3 separate regions of the Muntiacus reevesi genome follow, and regions 2 and 3 are each linked to region 1. A link is a contact called in public Hi-C data. All regions are on one chromosome and are shown on one strand. The core of a region is the stretch at or near the end of the contact, and the rest is flanking DNA. Distances in the headings are between cores, read along the strand shown.

What was found. A called contact is a pair of places that touch in the nucleus more often than the background predicts.
Region 2: a contact with region 1 is called in a Hi-C map of muscle, with 4 times the contacts expected there. The contact joins the promoter of AKAP3 here to the promoter of TIGAR in region 1. A contact is called at or near these places in 2 of 3 Hi-C or Micro-C datasets (blood and muscle).
Region 3: a contact with region 1 is called in a Hi-C map of muscle, with 4 times the contacts expected there. The contact joins the promoter of RAD51AP1 here to the promoter of TIGAR in region 1. A contact is called at or near these places in 2 of 3 Hi-C or Micro-C datasets (blood and muscle).

What each region holds. Positions count from the first base shown.
Region 1 is chr1:49,395,088-49,397,989 of mMunRee1.1, forward strand. TIGAR (TP53 induced glycolysis regulatory phosphatase) reads right to left here and starts at 1,447. Exons shown (of 6, transcript XM_065942614.1): 1 at 1,252-1,447. The coding sequence starts at 1,283.
Region 2 is chr1:49,153,407-49,156,308 of mMunRee1.1, forward strand. AKAP3 (A-kinase anchoring protein 3) reads left to right here and starts at 1,484. Exons shown (of 5, transcript XM_065942536.1): 1 at 1,484-2,902. NDUFA9 (NADH:ubiquinone oxidoreductase subunit A9) reads right to left here and starts at 1,435. Exons shown (of 11, transcript XM_065942551.1): 1 at 1,291-1,435. The coding sequence starts at 1,339.
Region 3 is chr1:49,246,253-49,249,154 of mMunRee1.1, forward strand. RAD51AP1 (RAD51 associated protein 1) reads right to left here and starts at 1,481. Exons shown (of 9, transcript XM_065942577.1): 1 at 1,326-1,481. The coding sequence starts at 1,342. FERRY3 (FERRY endosomal RAB5 effector complex subunit 3) reads left to right here and starts at 1,662. Exons shown (of 14, transcript XM_065942600.1): 1 at 1,662-1,874.

The sequences.
Region 1 (2,902 bases), core at 197-2,696:
ATTTCTAACTTGGCCATTAAAATTCTGTGAGTCCTAAAGGGACAACTTCAGATGACAGCTGAGATAACCTTCCTATTAAGGAAGAACAGGACCCAAAAAAGTCAGCAACTAAAGGCAGGCTTGACAAGGTTAGACCATTCTGATGTTCCTTGCAAGCTCCAAGAAGTCAAAAATGGAATCTTAGTTACCTGTAACCCAGTCCTCTGCTACACAGAACCCACTCAGAATGCTGGTCCCATTAACCACACACACATTTTTATTCAGACTCGCTGCATTTTTATCAGAGTTGTCCTTACAGAAAGAAAAGTTCATTAATTTTCATACATGCCCCATCCCCCTCCCCCGTGCCATGAACTTGACCTTTCTAACATTTAATGATCACACTAACCCAGTGGTGTGGGGCCTATCACTATCCCCACTTTATAAATCAGGAAACTGTGGTCGGGTAAATTAAGTCGATTAAAGGAAGCCCAGGTTACAAGGCTCCCAGGTGGAGCCCAGATTCCCATCTATGTCGCCCTTGCTTGAAAAATCTGTACTCCTGACCGCCCTGAACTCAGTTAAAATCGGGCAAATATAGAGTCGAAAAGAAAAAGGAAGGCATGGCAAGACATGTCAGCATTTGGCCCCTATAACGTATGTTTAAAAATATTTGTTGAGGGCGGTGCAGGCGGCTGAGAGCAGGGCGAGGCGCACCACCCTCCCCCCCCAGCTCCTCCCCCAGTGATTGGAGCTCTGCCGGGAAGAAGAGAATCTCAGACCCGAGCCTGGGGGACCGAAGGGACAGAGTGGGAGCAGAGCCTGCAGGGGAAAGGTCAGCCCCGGGCCAGTCCACGCTGCAGACCCTGGGGGCCCAGCTGGGGGCAAACGCGCCGCCCGGGAGGTGCCGGGACTCGCCTGTGTCTCCGGATTCAGCCGCCCCCCAACTGAAGCGACTTTAGCAGCAGCAGCAGCAGCAGCTGGGGTAGGGTGGGGTGGGGAAGGGGACCTTGACCTCACTCCTTCCGACGTCTCCGTCCCCACGTACTGGGAGACCGATGACATCTGACCCCTGGCCTTCTCCACGGCGTCGCAGGGCCAGGAGAGCCGAAAGGGGGTAACTCACGGGGAACATCCAGAAAAAGCCCGGCCGAGCCGCGGGGGAACCCACGGGACAGGACTGGCGGGGTGGGTGCGGATCCTCGGTCCCCCCGGCCCAGCCCCGCAGCACGCCACGGAAGGGACAGGGCAGCCCGCGACCGCCATACTCACTGCCGGACCACGGTCAGAGCGAAGCGCGTCATCCCGCCCACGCCCGGAGCCAGAGGAGCAAGGACCGCAGCGGCGCCAGAATCCGCACCCGCTGCCTGCACTGCGCCCGCCGAGCCCCGCCGCTTCCGCACCGCGCCGCCGGCCGGCTCCGCAGCTATAGGTGAAGGCGGCTTCTATGTCACTCCCGGACCAGCCAATCAGGGAGGCGGGGGCCCGGCAGGTCGCGAAGACTGATGGGCGGCCAGATCCCGCCCAGGGCCGTGGCGCGTGCGCCGCTGCGCGCAGGTCCGTGATTGGAGCGCGGCAGGTGCGACGGCCCCGCCCCGGACCCGGCAGGCGGGTCGCGCCCGGGCAAATCCAGGGTCGGAGGCTCCGAGATGATAAGGCTGCCGGCAGCTCCGATTGCGGTTAGTCTGATTGGAGGCTGGAGTGCGGCCAGCAGTCCTGCTTCGTGGATGTACAGCTCCAGACCCGTTCGGTCCTAGGGTTTATGTGACCCGCTGGCACTGGGGGCGTGGGGTCAGCAGCGTGCTTAGACCCACCCGGCTTCAGCCCCCAGCTCCGCCTAGACTGACCTGCTCCGGGCGCAAAGTCTAGGCTTGGCCCCTGGCAGCCCTATCTGGACTAGGCCTCCTGCTTCGCCTGCAGGGCCCGATTTTTACCAAAAATCCTGCGAAGCCACTTGCTGGAGAATCCTTCCACCCTTGATGTCTAATCAAACTCCTCTTCCTCCATTCTGTTAATAAAATCACGTTCCTCTCTGTCCCCATTTCGCCAATATCTCACCTAGTTCCTCATGGTCATATTTTCCGTTCTCTACCTCATTTTCTATTCTATCCTTCACCCTGCACCCTTGGCTACGCATGTGTGCTCAGCTGTGTGATTCTTTGTGATCTTATGCACTGTAGCCCGCCAGGCTCCTCGGTCCCTGGAATTTTCCAGGCAAGAATACTGGAGTAGGGTGCAATTCCTTTTCCAGGGGATCTTCCCGACCCAGGGATTGAACCTGCGTCTTTTGCATTGCAGGCAGATTCTTTTCCGCTGAGCCTCCGGGTAGCCCACCCTTGGCTATAAATTTCCATTTGTCCTTGTGTTCAGAGTTGTATTCATTTGTCAAATAAATCAAACATCTTTTAGAAAATTAGCTTTATAATATAAGGGGAAAGAATTGTTTTGGAAAAATTTAGAAAATTAAAATAATATGAAATTTTTAATTATCCAAGAACTACCTATAAAAATCATGTATGTTTTCATAAACTTTGAGAATCAGGAAAAAACACAGTTGAAAAATGGGAATCTTTGAAAGAATGGACATTATTCTGCATTATTCATTCAAGAGTTCAGAGATTACACTAGTTTATAAAATGAACAAGGAATTCATTTAAACTTTGTTTAGATATAAGCTAGAAATGACCACTGATACACTTTTGTTGAGAATATATAACATGCTGTTTGTTTGTTTTAATAAAAAAGGATGCTTTGTTGTGGCAACTCATATGATAGAATTCTGAATTAGTCAGGATAGGCCAAGTTATGGTAACAACTTAATCCTGGGATTTCCATGGCTTACAATATAAAAGTTTTATTTCTCTCTCATGCTACGTGTCTGACATGGATCAGGAAGGGGCTTTACTCCACAAAGTTCTCAGTT
Region 2 (2,902 bases), core at 234-2,733, 240 kb before region 1:
TGGTGGTATGATCATTTCCACTGTCATACACAGAATCTGAAGTTAAGACGGATTAAGAGTTTTCACAAAGTCATAAAATCAATCTTTTCTCCACTATCCCTTTTTTTCCCATCCATTTCAGATTCCTATCCTGCCCCTCAATATTTCTTTCTTTAAAAAAAAAAAATCACTGTCTATTGGAGTATAGTTGACTAACAATGCTGTGTCCGTTCCAGGCGTACAGCAAAGTGATTCAGTTATACACAGACTTACATCTATTCTTTTCAAACTCTCTTCCCATTTAGGTTGTTACATAATGTGGAGCAGAGTTCTCTTCACTATACAGTAGGTCCCTGTTGGTTGCGTTGTGCTTAGTCGCTCAGTTCTGACTCTTTGCTACCCCATGGACTGTAGTCCGCCAGGCTCCTCTATCCATGGGGATTCTCCAGGCAAGAATACTGGAGTGGGTTGCCATGCCCTTCTCCAGGGGATCTTCCCAAACCAGGATCGAACCCAGGTCTCCCACATCGCAGGCGGATTCTCTGTCATCTGAGGCAATCTGTGTTAAACATAGCAGTGTGTACGTGTCAGTCCCAAACTCGCTAACTATCCCCCGCACCCACCCTTTCCCCTGGTAAACATAAGCTCCTTGTCTATGGCTGTGAGTCTGTTTCTGTTTTGTAAATAAGTTCATCATTTACATCATTATTTTTTAGATTCTACATATAAACGATATTATACAGGCATGTCTCTTTCTCTGCCCAGTATTTCTTATAATACCAAAGTCAAGGCTTCCCCGGTGGCCAAAGGTAACGAATCCGCCTGCCAATGCAGAAGACACCGGAAACGCGAGTTCGATCCCTGGGTCGGAAAGATCCCCTGGAGAAGGGGATGGCGACCCACTCCGGTATTCTTAGCTGGAGAATCCCATGGACAATGAAGTCTGGTGGACTACAGTTCTGGGGGTCTCAAAAGAGTCGGACGCGACTAAGCAACTAAACAACAACCTTACAGCCGCATCAGTACTCTGAGTCTTTGGATCCTTTACATGCCCCCCACTTTCTCCTCTTCTTTCTCCTCTTCCCTTCGCGTTGCTCACATTCTCTCCGCGAAGACCCCTTCCCAAGGGCACAACTTAATGTATGAGCCGGAGGAGAGAGAAAGGAGAAACCGGACAGAGGCAGCTGCGGACCTAGAAAAACAAGGGGGCCCACGACTCAGCGCGACCGCTGCAGCACGGCGCCACTCCCAAAACTTTAGACCCGCATCTCGGATTCACCATCCCGGGCCGCCGTTCCCGGTGACACTTACGTGACATTGGCAGGACCCGGACAACTCGGGGGTGAACGGCGGCCGCCATCTTCTCCCAGAATCCACCGCGGCCGGCGCTCCAGCCGACTACGGCTACCAGGCTGGGTCAAAAGGCATCCTCCCGGCCATCTGCGCAGGCGCCAACCTGAAATGGAAGGGGCGGGTCCGAGGGTGGGGTGGACGGTGGCTCAGAAGAGCGCGTAGGAAACCGCGGGAAGGGGTTGAGAGATGTGAGGGAGACCCGGAGGAAAGGGGAGAAAAGAGAGAAGTCTTGAGATCAGAGTTCCATGTCAGGAGCTGACCGTAAAGATGGCGTCGGAGTTTCGAGGAACCTGAAGTTCAGAATAAACCACAGACCGAATCAAGGGCAGCAGTCCAGCTTCCCCACCTCTCAGTTCATCGCTCCCTGAAAGTGTCCGCTGGGGCGGCACTTGAGCCCTGGAAGCTTTTCCAGGAGAGAGCCGGGGACTCGGGGACTGGAAGGGGCGGGGACGCGGAGAGTAAAGGTGAGGGAGAGAAATACACGTGAGGAAAGATGCGTTCGTGGAGTCCGAAGAGCAGGTTCCGTCCCCCGGGGCCTTGGCTCTTGCTGTTCCCTTTTCCTGCGGCGTGTCACGAGCTCAAGTCTCTGCTCGTGGGTGACCTCGGAGACGACTTCTCTGACGTGTTGTATCATTCCACCTGTGTTTTAAGTACTATGATTTACCAAAGCCCCTATCTCACCAACCGACATGAATCCAGGGATTTTTAACTTGGACTCTGACCCAGGAGCGGGCTTCCGGAAGTCTGCGAACCTCCCGAAATGTCTTGTAAAAGTTAGTAGGGCTTTCCCGGTGGCTCAGGGGTAGAGAATCGCCAGCAATGCAGGAGACCTGTTGGAGACACAGGTTTGATCCCTGGGTTGGAAAAGCTCCCCTGAAGGAGGAAATGGCAACCCACTCCAGTATTCTTGCCTGGAGAATCCCCATGGATAGAGGATCCTGGCGGGCTACAGTCCATGGGGTCGCAAAGTCGGACGTGACAGATGGTTCGCACACGCCATCTGCACATTTTTCTAGGAAGAAATTCAAGATGGCTCTCTCTAGAGCAACGGGTGTGTAATAGTCTTTTAATTGTGGATCCTTGGGAGTTTGCACTGTTCTAAAAAGTAGTATCTAGAGCTTGCCGAAATTCCAGAAAGAGAAGATGAAGACTTGTGTTTTTAAATCCTTTTTTCGTGGCAGCCTCTCAAAATTCCGGAATAAGAACAGCGATCAGCAACATGTCCTGAGACATCTACCTAGGGCATATCAGAAAACAAGCTCCTTTGGGGGAATCTTTTCAGACTTGGTCATTTCTTCAGTGCTTTGTGTTTTAAGAAAGGAGGTTGCCTTGCTAGGATGAACAAAAGACATGAAGTGAGTGGGAGTGGCTTGTTACTAGGTTTGCAAGGTTGTTTGGTCCCGTTCTACCTCACTCCCACTACTTACTGACCTGTCATCTTACCAAGTGAATTGGAAGAGGAAAATAACTTGATTATTTCAAAGATGTTTCCTAATGCTGCACTCGGATTTTGTGGCTTCATCCTGTGTTCACTTAGCACTTACATTTTGCTAATATTTGATTTTGGAGT
Region 3 (2,902 bases), core at 231-2,730, 150 kb before region 1:
GCCGTCCACAGGATTCTCCAGACAAGAATACTGGAGTGGGTTGCCATTTCCTTCTCCATGGCTCACCATGCAATAGACATTTAAAACATGGTGAGTCTGAGAAACAACCTCAGAGACATGGAAAACAAACTTCGGATTACCAAACGGGAAAGGTGGTGGGAGGGATAAATTAGGAGTTCGGGATTAGCACATACAAATATTATATACAAAACAGATAGACAAAAATTTATACAACACAGGGAACTATATTCAATATCTTGTAATAAACCATAATGGAAAAGAATACATACGTGTATGTGTGTGTATACAGATATGTTTTATTAAAATATATATATAAACTGAATCACTTTGCTGTACACCAGAGACACAAGCTTATAGATAACCTCACTTCAAAAAAGTTTTTAATGAAAATTAAAATAAGGCTTTCCTTCCTCTCACTCTCTCACACTGCCATGTTTATTTTCAGCCCCTTAGAATGCAATCTCCAGCACCTAAATATATGGATATATACCTAGTAAATACATACTTTCAGCGCAGAAGTAAGTATATTCGAAACCCTACTAAATGAATGGCTGACCCTAGGTCTCCATGGTGCTCGACTGAGGTAAAGTAGAGGAAGAATTTCCAACAGCACTTGGTGGAAAACACAGTGGATCTGGCGCCAGCTGGCTTAGATTTGCTTGTTACCCAGCAACTTACTAGCTGTATGATTCAGGCAAACTGACTTTCAGGTCCAGAGGTTTAAACTGATAAAATGAGAAGACCTAAACTTTCTATCTGAAAGAAGTATAGTGACCAACAAATGAATTAACAGGCCATCTGATGCAAAGAACTGACTCATCTGAAAAGACCCTGATGCTGGGAAAGATTGAGGGCAGGAGGAGAAGGGGACGGCAGAGGCTGAGATGGTTGGATGGCATCACCGACTCAATGGACCTGAGTTTGAGTAAACTCTGGAGTTGGTGATGGGCAGGGAGGCCTGGCGTGATGCCGTCCATGGGGTCGCAAAGAGTCGGACACGACTGAGCCACTGAACTGAACTGAGAAGCTCAGTAAAATGCAAAGCGTAATCAGCTTAGTTGAACGGGATGGGTAAAAGAAACGGCAGGAACAGTCAAGGACGCCCAAGAGAAGGAAACGGCTAGGTTGACAGGACCCTTCCTAGGAGCGAGAGCTCTCACTGGAGGCCGGAGTGTTTCCCTGTTCGTCCCACTATCGCCACCCTGGGTCCTCGGGCCCTTCTCTCCATCCCGTGCAGGAAACGCGGCCTACAGCGTCTTCCTGACCTTCCTCCCCACACTCGCCGGATTCCATGGGCTACTCACCTCGCAGGCCGCACCATGGTCCCCTCCGAGGCTGGAAACCTGCAGCTCTCAGGCTCTAGCAGGCAGCCGCCGCGGCAGTTCCAATTCCCGCCCAAAATCAAACCCTGAGCGTTCCGCCTGTCCTGCGGCTCGCCAATCCTCGCCAGCCATTCCGGCTGCCGCGCATGCGTTCTGAGAAGAGCGCGTTAGTTCACGCCCTCCCCAAGCACCGCCCTTCCGCATCCGGTCTGCCAGAGCTAAGATTGTGTTTCGCCGCTTCAGTTTCGTAACGAGAGTTGTCTCTGCGCGGTCTCCAAAATGCACAATATTAGTATAAATACACCTTCCGACACGTTTTAAATGATTAAAAGTAGGCAGGATGGAACAAGGGAACATTTATACCGAGGAATTTTCCACGAACTGCCAGGAAAGAGGAAAATACTTGGAAGAATCTGCCGTAGCGGATCTTCCGACTGTAAAAGCAAGGCAGCAGTCAGCTGATGGGCCGAGGGCCAAGGCCGGTGGTCACGACCCGTACTGCGGACAGCTGGGAACTCGGAACTAGAGGAGGTGAGCTCGTGACCGGAGCAAGGAAGCTCCCTCGGGCCGATCGGGGGCCTGGTCCCCTCACTCGGCTGGGACTTCTCGGCCCGACAGTCTGCCCTCCCTTCCCTGACTCACTCAAGCCGCCGAACCTCCATTCTATTGGCTGAATGAGTTCGGTCCAGCTCTCCTTTTCCCATCCCATTGTTGTATGGAAATCTTCCTTGATTTCATCGCTCGGGAGGGTCCAGGTGGCTCTGTGGTAATCCGGGTGGCTTTTAATCCCTGGATGGGAAGGATCCCCTGGAGGAGGAAATGGCAACCCACTCCAGTATTCTTGCCTGGAGAATCCCATGGACAGAGGAGCTGGCCGGTTACCTTCCCTGGGCTTGCAAAGAGTGGAGCACGGCTGAGCACACCCAGGCATGCAGGCAGTAATAACAAACCGGGGAGAAATAACTAAAGTATCAATTTTTGAGACACAATTCTAAAGAGCTAATCAACTGAAACCAGAGCTATTGGTTTTGGTTTTCCTAGAATATTGACTGTAAACAAAATGAGACCATGAGCCCATATTCAATTAATTTTCAGTTCCCAGCAAAATGTTCCTTTACTGCCTCTGTCTGCATCATGTGTACTTAGCAGCCTTTGATTTTTTTAAAAACTGATATGTTCTTATATAAAAGCTTCTTTCATTATTATTTTTACCAGCTTCCATTTACTGGTCATGTTTTGTTTACCAGATGCTTCGTATTTATTATTTGATTAAGCATGAAGACAGTCCTACAAGTTAAAAGTTTCCTGGGGCATGTCTAACCTGAGACATGGCCAAGGAAAGAAGAACAGTAAGCGTGCTCTGGGCAAAGGAAAAACATTCAGGAAGGTTGGAAGTCGAAAGAGAGGTTTGGTATTGAAAGACGTTCAGTATGGCTGAAAGTAAAGTTTGTCAGTTTGTGTGTTGGAGAGGAGGGGGGTTCAGCTCCCCAAAGAAGAGTCTGGAGGTATAAGCAGGGGCGAAAAATTGTTAAGGAATTTGTACTGTATCCTAACAGCAA